Linked DNA regions of Mus musculus: region 2 is linked to region 1. Evidence: chromatin contacts called from public HiCAR-type data. All regions are on one chromosome and are shown on one strand. Each heading gives the region's core, a stretch centred on a gene start, on an enhancer-like site or on the middle of the called end of the contact. The rest is flanking DNA. Distances are from core to core; before and after follow the strand shown.

Region 1 (4,692 bases), core at 1,296-3,795:
AATAAAAAAAAAATTAAAAAAAAAAATTAAAAAAAAAAAGAACTCATTCCAATAGCTTCCAAATCTGTTCCTTTTTCTTCATTTTTAAATCTTATTAATAATTATTAGTATTGCCCATTTGTCCAGTAATTCATGCTCAGGAATTTGTGGATTATCTAGGTTTCCATGTATCTCCAAGGCTTTATTTTGAAATGGTCTCATGTTGCTTAGACCGGCCTTAACCGTGCCAGGTGGCTAAGGCTTACGTTGAAATCCTTAATCCTATAATTCTGAGTGTTGGTGTTAGGGATGTGAGCCGCCAAGCCCACACTGCAGACTATTATTCATCAAACTGAGGGATGAAGAGAAAAGACTTACAAATAACTCTCTTTGTCTTAGAAGTATTCAATACTGAGAAAGGAAATACAAGGGCAAGCTGAGGGCATCATATGAGATCATGGTAAAAATGGTGAATGGGAGGTACAAAAGTTCAAATATTAATTATACAGTTGAATATGTGAGTGGGAGGGCTATAAATTTCTATCAAATACCTATTGATAGAGAACGGCAGCTAAAATTAGCAAAGGCTTATTTGTGTTTTATGAGAAAGCTAGGAGCAGCACAGCTAAAGGGCTCTGACTTGGAGTCTCTCTTGTGTCTACAAAGAAGGCTTTCCTTCCACCTTCATGCATGTGGTTACTAGCTGGCTGCCCACGTAGTCTCACAGCATAGCATCTGGCTTCCCTCTCTCTAGGGAGGGCCACCTTACAAATGAGTGAATGAGAGGGAGTTGTAAAGACAAAAATTACACGCCTAACAGTAATCATAAGTCTAATTTCAGAAATGACACTGAGATGAGAGTATTGTTCTGTAGCCCAGAATGTAAGTGAAGTTTGGTAACTAGGCCCCCTGTCAGTTTTAAAAGCCTATTTCTTCAATTTTGCAATTCTTTGGCTCTAGACACTTACTGTTTCCAATCGCCTCAAGGATCTATCATCTGAATTCATGGAATTTCCTTGGCTCAAAAGTCTGGTGCTTGGGGCTGGAGAGATGGTGTCAAGAGTACTGCTTGCTCTTCCAGAAGACTACAGTTTGATTCTCAGCATTCGCACGGTGGTTTCCAACCATCTGTAATTCTAGTTCTAAGAGGATCTACACTAGCACTTCCCACATGTGGTGTACAGATACACAGGCAAGTAAAACATATACATAAAATAAAAAAGCCCTACTCCCAGCACTGGGAGGCAGAGGCAGGCAGATTCCTGTGAGCTAAAGGTCAGCCTGGCCTACAAAGTGAGATCCAGGGCAGCCAGGGCTGTTACACAGAGAAACCCTGTCTCGAAAAACCAAAAACGTCTGGTTCTCAAACTTGAATACAGGCAAGAGAACACCTAAGACCACCAATGCTCTTTGGAGTGTGTTAGCCTGCATACCTCAAGCCCAGTGTAGCAAGTCACTGCAATATGTTAAAAGTCCATCTTATACTAGATTCTAAATAGCCAAGTAGAAGCAGGTGCCAAGGACTTGTATTCTACAAGTTAAATTAGGACAAGGTCCTCCCTCAACAGACACTAGCAGAGCATGGTCCCTTCACAGGAGCACTTTTGGAAGACATCTGACAATGGAGAGCATTTTATTCCCACACAGCTAGCTGAACCTGTCACTATCCTTAACATTCACATAAAAATTTCTAAATAAATTATGTAACTGTGCCGGTACAAGGTGGGGGCAGGGGACTCGCTCACTCTTGTAAATCTAGCATCTGAGACGTAGAGGAGGAGGCTCACTCGGGTAACCCTGGGTGATATAGGAAGAGTTTGACTTAAGTGGGGGCGTATTGGTGGATGCTTTTAATCCTAGCACTCTGAAACCTGAAGCAGGAGGATCTCAGTGAGTTCGAGGTCAGACCTGTCTATATAGAGTTCCAGAATAGCCAGAATTGCCATAATAGAGACCCTGTCTCAATAATAGAGACCCTGTCTCAATAATACTCTGTCTCAATAGAGGCTCTGTCTCGAACTAATCGAAAATAAAAACTGGTGGTACTATTGAGAGCTCCCTGAACTGACTGAGAACAACCTCGAATACGGGGTATTGGGCACGGTCACCACAGTGGGCATGCTTGGCAACTACTCATAGGACGTTCTGGCGTATTCTCTCCTACACTAAAGTTATCCCTTCACACTCACGCAAGGTCTTACCTGGGCCGAAGCTCCTGAGAGACCGACTCATTTTTTCGTTTCTCGCGCAGCATCCCGCGCCTAGCGTTGGCAGTTTCTCTTTATTTCCTGGGAATACCACCAATTTGGGGAAACCGACGCCTGAAGCCAGAAAGGAATGGAGGAGCCACGGCTTCCCGCTCTGCAGAAGACAGCACGGGATTGAAGAGAGGGCTTTAGTCTCTCCTTAGGGCGCTCGCTCGGTGTCCTCCGGAAGGAGCGACAGGGTTTTTCAGGCCTGCAGCCTTAGAAAGAGTCGGAGGCAAAGGAGATGCTGCCGCTAGAATAACTCTGGGCACAGTCTACGACCGCAACACCATCTACCCAAGAGGGCGGGCCCAACATCTAATTTCGCGCCTCGCCGGAAATGACGTGATACCCCTCCCCCTCGCAGTGTTACTGACTGCTTTCCGGTTCCGGGCCTCCGGGCTGCGCATGAGCTCTGACTTCTACAGGCCTTCCACACGAGGCGACATGAAGGGCTCTGCGTCCGAATCTCCCAGTGCCTCGGTCGCTGAGGCGACCACCACCGACGTGCAAGTGACCCCGACCGCTCTTTTACAGCTGGACAGAGAGCAGGCGAGTGGCTTTTGGGGACGACGATTCGGGAAGCAGGGTGGTTAGGACCCGCGTTCGGCGCAGGGTGTGGGGCGAGAGGCTGGAAATGAAGTGGGCCCGCGACCGCGTGGGCTCTCCGGAGCTCGAGGCTGGCCTCTGGGAACGCACCCAGCGGGCTCGCTCTTCTCACACTTCTGGCCTGTTTGCCTCCTGTGGAAAGCGGGCTTCTGCGCTCGGTTCTGCAGCATCACAGGTCATGTGTCCGTGCACAAAGTGTTGGTAGCAGGGCCAACGCGCCTTTCCTGACCGCTTCCTTTCTCATAGAGGGCAGGAGAAGCTTCCGAATAGTCCTCTTACGTAGAAAGGACAACCTGTAAACAGATTTTGGAAGCAAGTCCTTAGATGTTTTAGACGGGTTCTTACATTGCAATGGGTACAAATTGTAATATCCCGATACGCTGATGAAATTTGCCCAATAGAAAGAGGAGCGCCAGGCTTTGTGGCGCACGCCTTTAATCCCAGCACACGGGAGACAGGCGAATCTTTTGAATTCGACGCCAGCCTGGACTAAGTATTCCAGGTTGGCCAGAGCTATATAGGAAAACCCTCTCTTGAAACGCCCCCCGCCCCCCAAAGGAGCAAAGGAAGCAGATATGTCTGTGTGGGAGCAATTAACATAGATTGAGAAAATTAACTTATTCTCTGTCTCTGCAGATTAGAAAGGCAGTGGAAGTAATATCTAATCGCTCAAAGTCCAAAAAAAACAATAATGAATTGCTGTTGAGTGGGAGCGAAAATTTATTTTTAATGGTGATATTATGGAAAATTCCAGAGAAAGAACTTCGGGTCAAAGTGTAAGTAATTATTTATCTCTTGAGAGTTGTTTGGTTGGATTTTTTTGTTTTTTGGCTGTTTTTTTTTTTTAACATTTATTTATTTTATGTATGTGAGTATACTGTTGCTGTCTTCAAACACACCAGAAGAGGGCATCAGACCTCATTACAGATGGTTGTGAGCCACCATGTGGTTGCTAGGAATTGAACACAGGATCTCTGGAAGGGCAGTCAGTGCTCTTAACCGCTGAGCCATCTCTCCAGCCGCCCACCCCCTTTAATTTTTAAAACTCAGAGTGTGAGTGTAAGAATGTGGGCCACATGTGTCCAGTGCTTGCAGAAGCCAAAAGAGGATGTCAGACCACCTAGACTGCAGAGATAAGAGGTTGTGAGCAGCCCAGTGTTGGTACAGGTGACAGAAATCAGATCTCCTGGGAAAGCAGCAAGTGCTCTTAACTGCTGAGTGTGTACAATCCTGCATTTGGTCTCTCTAGCCCAATATTTTCTCTTTTAGAGCCAGAAGTGGCAGAGGCAGGCAGATCTCTTGAATTCGAGGCCAGCCCTATCTTCAGAGCGTATTCTAAGACAGAGAAACAATGACATGAAAACAAATAACTAAAAATATTTTTAAAGAGCATTTATTTGTGTTTGTCTGTCTGTCTGGAGTATTGGGTGCACGCATGTGGCAGTCAGTGCCATTTCTCCCTACCATGTTGGTCCTGGAGCTTGAGCTCTGGTTGTTAGGCCTGGCACTGAGCACAGGTTTTCACCCACTGATTCATCTGGCTTGCCTGCATGTATTGTATGTTCTCCTTAGCTCTCCTAGGTCAACAATGACCTTGAATGAGAGTAAGCATGTGTTGTGAATAACCCACGTACTTTCTGGCCTTTTTTGTCGTGTTTTGCAGACCTTTGCCTCATAGCATTCTCTCCGAATCCTCAGATGTATGTCTCTTCACAAAAGATGAATTCGATTCACCTGAACAGACAGAAGGTTTCTATAAAAAGCTTTTGAAAAAACACGGAGTTAACACTATCTCTCAGGTAGGTGTGCTGATGCGTTGAAGTCCTTTCAAAGACTTCATAGAAATGAAGTACGATAC
Region 2 (4,692 bases), core at 896-3,395, 2.6 Mb before region 1:
AATCCGCCTGCCTCTTCCTCCTGAGTGCTGAAATTAAAGGCGTGCGCCACCACGCCCAGCTGAGAATAATTTTTTTTAATGTATCATGATGGGCACATTGGATAATAACTCTAATCACAGTATCACTGAAGTAAGAGGTCTCAAGGCATTCACGGTCAGCTTGTCTCTCTGAAATAGAAAAGGAGGACAGGGCTCACACAGAGAGGATGCTGCAGTAGTTAAAACTGCTGTGGGAAACCTACCAGAAGTGGGGTCCCAGCACTCACAAGCCAAGACTCCCACACATGACTGTAACCCCAACTCTGAGGTGCGTGAGGCAAGAGGATGGCTAGGGCTTGCTCCATCCCAGCCTAGCTAAGACACATATTCAGGGAGAGACCGTGACTCAAAGGAATTACACACAGTGGAGAGACAGGTGCTTGATGCCACCTTCTGGCCTCCCTGTGCACACACATACACACTCACCTATGTGCGCATACATTCACACAGATAAGTACAGAAAGATCAGCATGTGCTAGTGCACATCTTTAACGCCAGCATGTGGGATGAAGGAGAGAGAAGAGCTCTTAGAGCCAGACGCCAGCCTACAGTGAGACTCCAGAGCAACACAGACCCTATCCCAAATCTTTTTAAACAGAAGATTGCCTAGCATATAAATAAAGTAGGGGAGGCAGAGGCAGGTAGATCTCAGAGTTTGAGGCCAGAATGGTCTACGGAACAAGTTCAGGACAGCCAAGGCTCCACAGAGAAATCCTGTCTCAAAAACAAAATTGAACCAAAACTTAGAAGAATGGTTGTGACCAAGGACCTGATTTTCTACTTTCCTCTACGGAGCCTTCACATCATCCCCTAAGGCAAGTGGGCCTGAAGTCCTCACTCCAACTGTTCCCCTGGCCTCTATGTGCAGCCCTCTTTGCCCTCCTCACTGGGGGCCTCCTTGGCCCCACTTCCCTGCTCTTGAAAACCAACTCTCCACTCTGCATCCTTTCTGGGCTGCGTCTCCCTAAATAAACCAAACCCTTGCTTCCGGAGACACCACCCTACATCACCTCGTCTCTGCCTCATGTAATGTGCTGCGTGGCCACTAAAACTACAAGTTTCAGACACAGGAGAGAGGCTCCTAAATCCTTGAAGTGCTGGAACTTTTCTTGTGTTATTTCTGGCTTCATCGACACAGTGTACAGTGCCTAGCCCGATTTGTAGGAGCCAGTATTAGGATCAGGCTGTCTTGAAATTCAAATTAACAGTCAGTCTCCCTGTCCCGTAGTTCTCAGGGGTCATTCTGCCCATTCACTTACCCAACAAATATTCGGTTAGCACAATGCCATCTGCTTTCAGGAAGCATTTGCTCCAGGAAGCAGATCCAGGGGAAGACAAAGCAAGTAAGCAGACAGAACCACAAACTCCACAGAGACGCAGTGCTTCACCTCTCAGAGGGAACGTGGGCATCTTTCCTTCAAGGCTATAACTGATTAGGAAACAGGTCCCGTCCTAGACTGTACTATGTGAGATCCATGGACGGGCTGAGTCCAAATTAGTATGTGGGATACTTGGTCATCACTGCCTTCACTATGAGCCCTCTTTCAGAAGTCCCCACAAGGAAAGAACAAGACTCCATCAGGGAGCAGTCCTCCCGGACCCAGCAACTTCCAAACGAATCCCTTATTTCTAGCTAAAAAATAATCCGCGCCCCTCTACGCCCTGGGGGGCAGGAATGAGCGCGCAAAGAACTGGGACCCCCGCCCACACCTTTCTGCAGCTGGGTAATGCGGGGATCCGCACGAGCGCCCCGACTTGCAGAGCCCGCCGAGTGTCCTCGCGCTGTGTACGCGCTGTGCGACCTTCCGTAAGTCACCTTAACCTCTCTGGGCCTCGTCTCACCAGGTCCCTAGTGAAAGCGCGTCGGCGGCCGGGCTGCGGAGTTCCCATCCGCCCCGAAAGCCCGGGTAGGTCGCTCACCTCCAGAGGCGGGTGCGCCCGGACCAGCTCCACAGCGGACCGTGGCAGACGGACGCGCTGCCCATCCACCAGCAGTGGCATCGTCTAGGCCGCCGCCAGGCCGAGTTAGGTGGCCACCGCCCCGCCCCGCCCCGCTCCGCTTCGCCCCGCCTCGGGGCATGCCACGCCCACCGTGGGCGCCGCGCCCACCGCGGACTCGGCCCGGATGTGTAGTCCAGGCGGACGTGGAGCAGCCCGAAGAGATCGAGGAGACGGAATAGCCCTTGGGCTGCAAGGCATCACGGGAGATGTAGTCCAAACTTTGTCGGCGTCCACTCACTACCCGTGTCCCTCCTGGCTGGTGCCAGCAGCTGTAGTCGCAGAGACTTGAGCATTAAGGACGCGGAAAGGAGAACCTCGAGGGTAGCCTCGCGCTTTGCGTCACCCAGCCCTGACCCCTGCCTCGGCCGAGTTGATTCGCAAAAGTTTATTCAGTCAACGTCCCTTTCAGCTGGCAGACGTAGTGCAGAAGGCGTGGGGAACCCGAGAATTGCGGCCCCAGCTAGCACCGCGGGGGCGTAAGCGCGGAAGAAACAGGGTCCTCACATATACCTGCTTTTGTTATATAACTCCTCCCCCTCACCCCCCACCCCCCAGTTATCCCGGATTGGTTAATGAAGGTGCCTACAGCCTGCAGCTGGGCAGAAGAGAAGTAGGAGGGGCTTGGGGTCTGACGCAGGGACCACAGGGAAGGAGAGCGGGAGTTTCTATTGGTGTACAATTCCACCAGGCTCAGGCCAAGAGCTACCCAGCAACAGCTTGTGTCATTGCCCGCTGCCCGCCAGGTGCAAGGCAAGTGTGACAGCAGCACCAGCATACAGAGGAGTCACTACCCCAGTTCTTTCACTCTCTATTCCCATGTGTTCTCAGGCAGCCTCTCTTCCCTCTCTTTGTCCTCCGCTTCTGCCCCTTTCTATATCCCTATTCATTTCATCTTTATATTTGATCTGTCTCAAGGTGTGATTCCTCAGGGGGATACCTTGACATGGGCCCGCCCACCGCATTATCCCGGAGCTTTATATTTCATAAGTTTCAGATAGGCTAGGAGGATGAACTGGAGCAATGAGGAAAGAGTCTGGAGCAAGATCATGAAAACACACGAAGCCCAAAGAACCTGACGATAAGAATTGGGGTCATGGGTGGGAGGTAGCCAGATTATCTTAAGAGGTTAACAGATCATTTAACTCCTCAGCTATTGAGGAGCTGCTTGGAATAAATCTTGTTTTCTCCGCGTGGTTAATGTTATGGAGACTAGCATGAGATAAAGAAATACAGTCGGGCAGTGGTGGAGTGGTGGCGCATGCCTTTAATCCCAGCACTTGGGAGGGAGAGAGGAGAGAGGAGAGAGAGAGGGGAGAGGGGAGAGGGGAGAGGGGAGAGGGGAGAGGGGAGAGGGAGAGGGAGGGAGAGGGAGAGGGAGAGAGAGAGGGAGGGAGAGAGAGAGAGAGAGAGAGAGAGAGAGAGAGAGAGAGAGAGAGGGAGAGAGAAATCCGGTTGCCAGATAAATCCGGTTTGAGGCCCTTATTTCTGCTGGTTTGGATCCTACCCATCATTATTTAGGCTTTAGTCTCATTCTGTGGTCTGACAAGTTTTTTTAGGTCTCATTGAGATCTCTTCTGGAGACAAGTTCCCCTTCAGAATGGTGCCATTGCCTTCTTCCAGCAGGAGATTCCTAGAGAAATTCACATTTCTTTGATTTTCTTTTATCTCCTTAATATTTATTTTCTCTCTTTGTTTGTCGAGACAGGGTTTCTCTGTATAGCCCTGGCTGTCCTGGAACTCACTCTGTAGACCAGGGTGGCCTCGAACTCGCCTGCCTCTGCCTCCCGAGTGCTGGGATTAAAGGCGTGCGCCACCACGCCCAGCTACAATTCTCATTCTTATACTGAGGTTAAGAACAACTTTTTTTTTTAAATTAGATATTTTTTTTCATTTACATTTCAAATGCTATCCCCTTTCCTAGTTTCCTTTCCGAAAATCCCCTATCCCCTCCCCCTTCCCCTGGCTCCCATACCCACCCACTCCCACTTCCTGGCCCTGGCATTCCCCTGTACTGGGGCATAGAATCTTCACAAGACCAAGGGCCTCTCCTTCCACTGATGGCCGACTAGGCCATCCTCTGCCAGTACACAGTTGTAGGAAGTCAGGACAGGAACTTTAGGAACCTACTTACTGGCTCATTCCTCTTGGCTTGTACATACAGCCTCCTAGCTTTCTTAGAACACCCAGGACCACCTTCCAAAGTGGTATTTCCCCTGGTGGCCTAGCCCCTTCTACAACAACCATTAATCAAGAAAATGCTCTACAGAGTTGTCTACAGGCCCATCTAATAGAGATAGGCCGGACTGATGAAGGCATTTTCTCAGTTGAGGTTCCTCTTCCCAAAAGATTTAGCTTGTATCAATTCTTATCGATCCTAAGGTTGTGTAGAAAACAAACCAGGACACCTCAGGAGGTGCCACTGACAAGCCTAACTCAGCACGATTCCACTCAAGTTCACTTGAGGAGTGAATGAGTTTTGGGGCTTCCTTACAGAAGTATTAGGTGAAATATTACCTACAGTGATGTGGGTGTCCTCCACCTAACCAGCTGCATCTGCAGGAATGAGGGCCCCTCCCCTAGTCATCGCAGGCCCAACTACTCTGCCGCACCACACAATTAAGGCACTGTCATACAACGGGTGGCAAGGTGCAT

The links. HiCAR-type assays count read pairs that join an accessible place to other places.
Region 2: a HiCAR-type map of astrocytes shows a contact between it and region 1, with 8 times the contacts expected there. The contact joins the promoter of Ntan1 here to the promoter of 2610020C07Rik in region 1. A contact is called at or near these places in 1 of 39 promoter capture datasets (cranial neural crest) and 4 of 115 datasets of contacts at active chromatin or transcription factors (astrocytes, embryonic forebrain, pro-B cells and 1 more).

What each region holds. Positions count from the first base shown.
Region 1 is chr16:11,201,236-11,205,927 of GRCm38.p6, reverse strand. 2610020C07Rik (RIKEN cDNA 2610020C07 gene) reads right to left here and starts at 2,545. Exons shown (of 3, transcript NR_038156.1): 1 at 2,181-2,545. It overlaps Rsl1d1 (ribosomal L1 domain containing 1), which reads left to right and starts at 2,636. Exons shown (of 9, transcript NM_025546.2): 1 at 2,636-2,777; 2 at 3,471-3,610; 3 at 4,498-4,633. The coding sequence starts at 2,673.
Region 2 is chr16:13,816,704-13,821,395 of GRCm38.p6, reverse strand. Ntan1 (N-terminal Asn amidase) reads right to left here and starts at 2,145. Exons shown (of 10, transcript NM_010946.4): 1 at 1,960-2,145. The coding sequence starts at 2,040.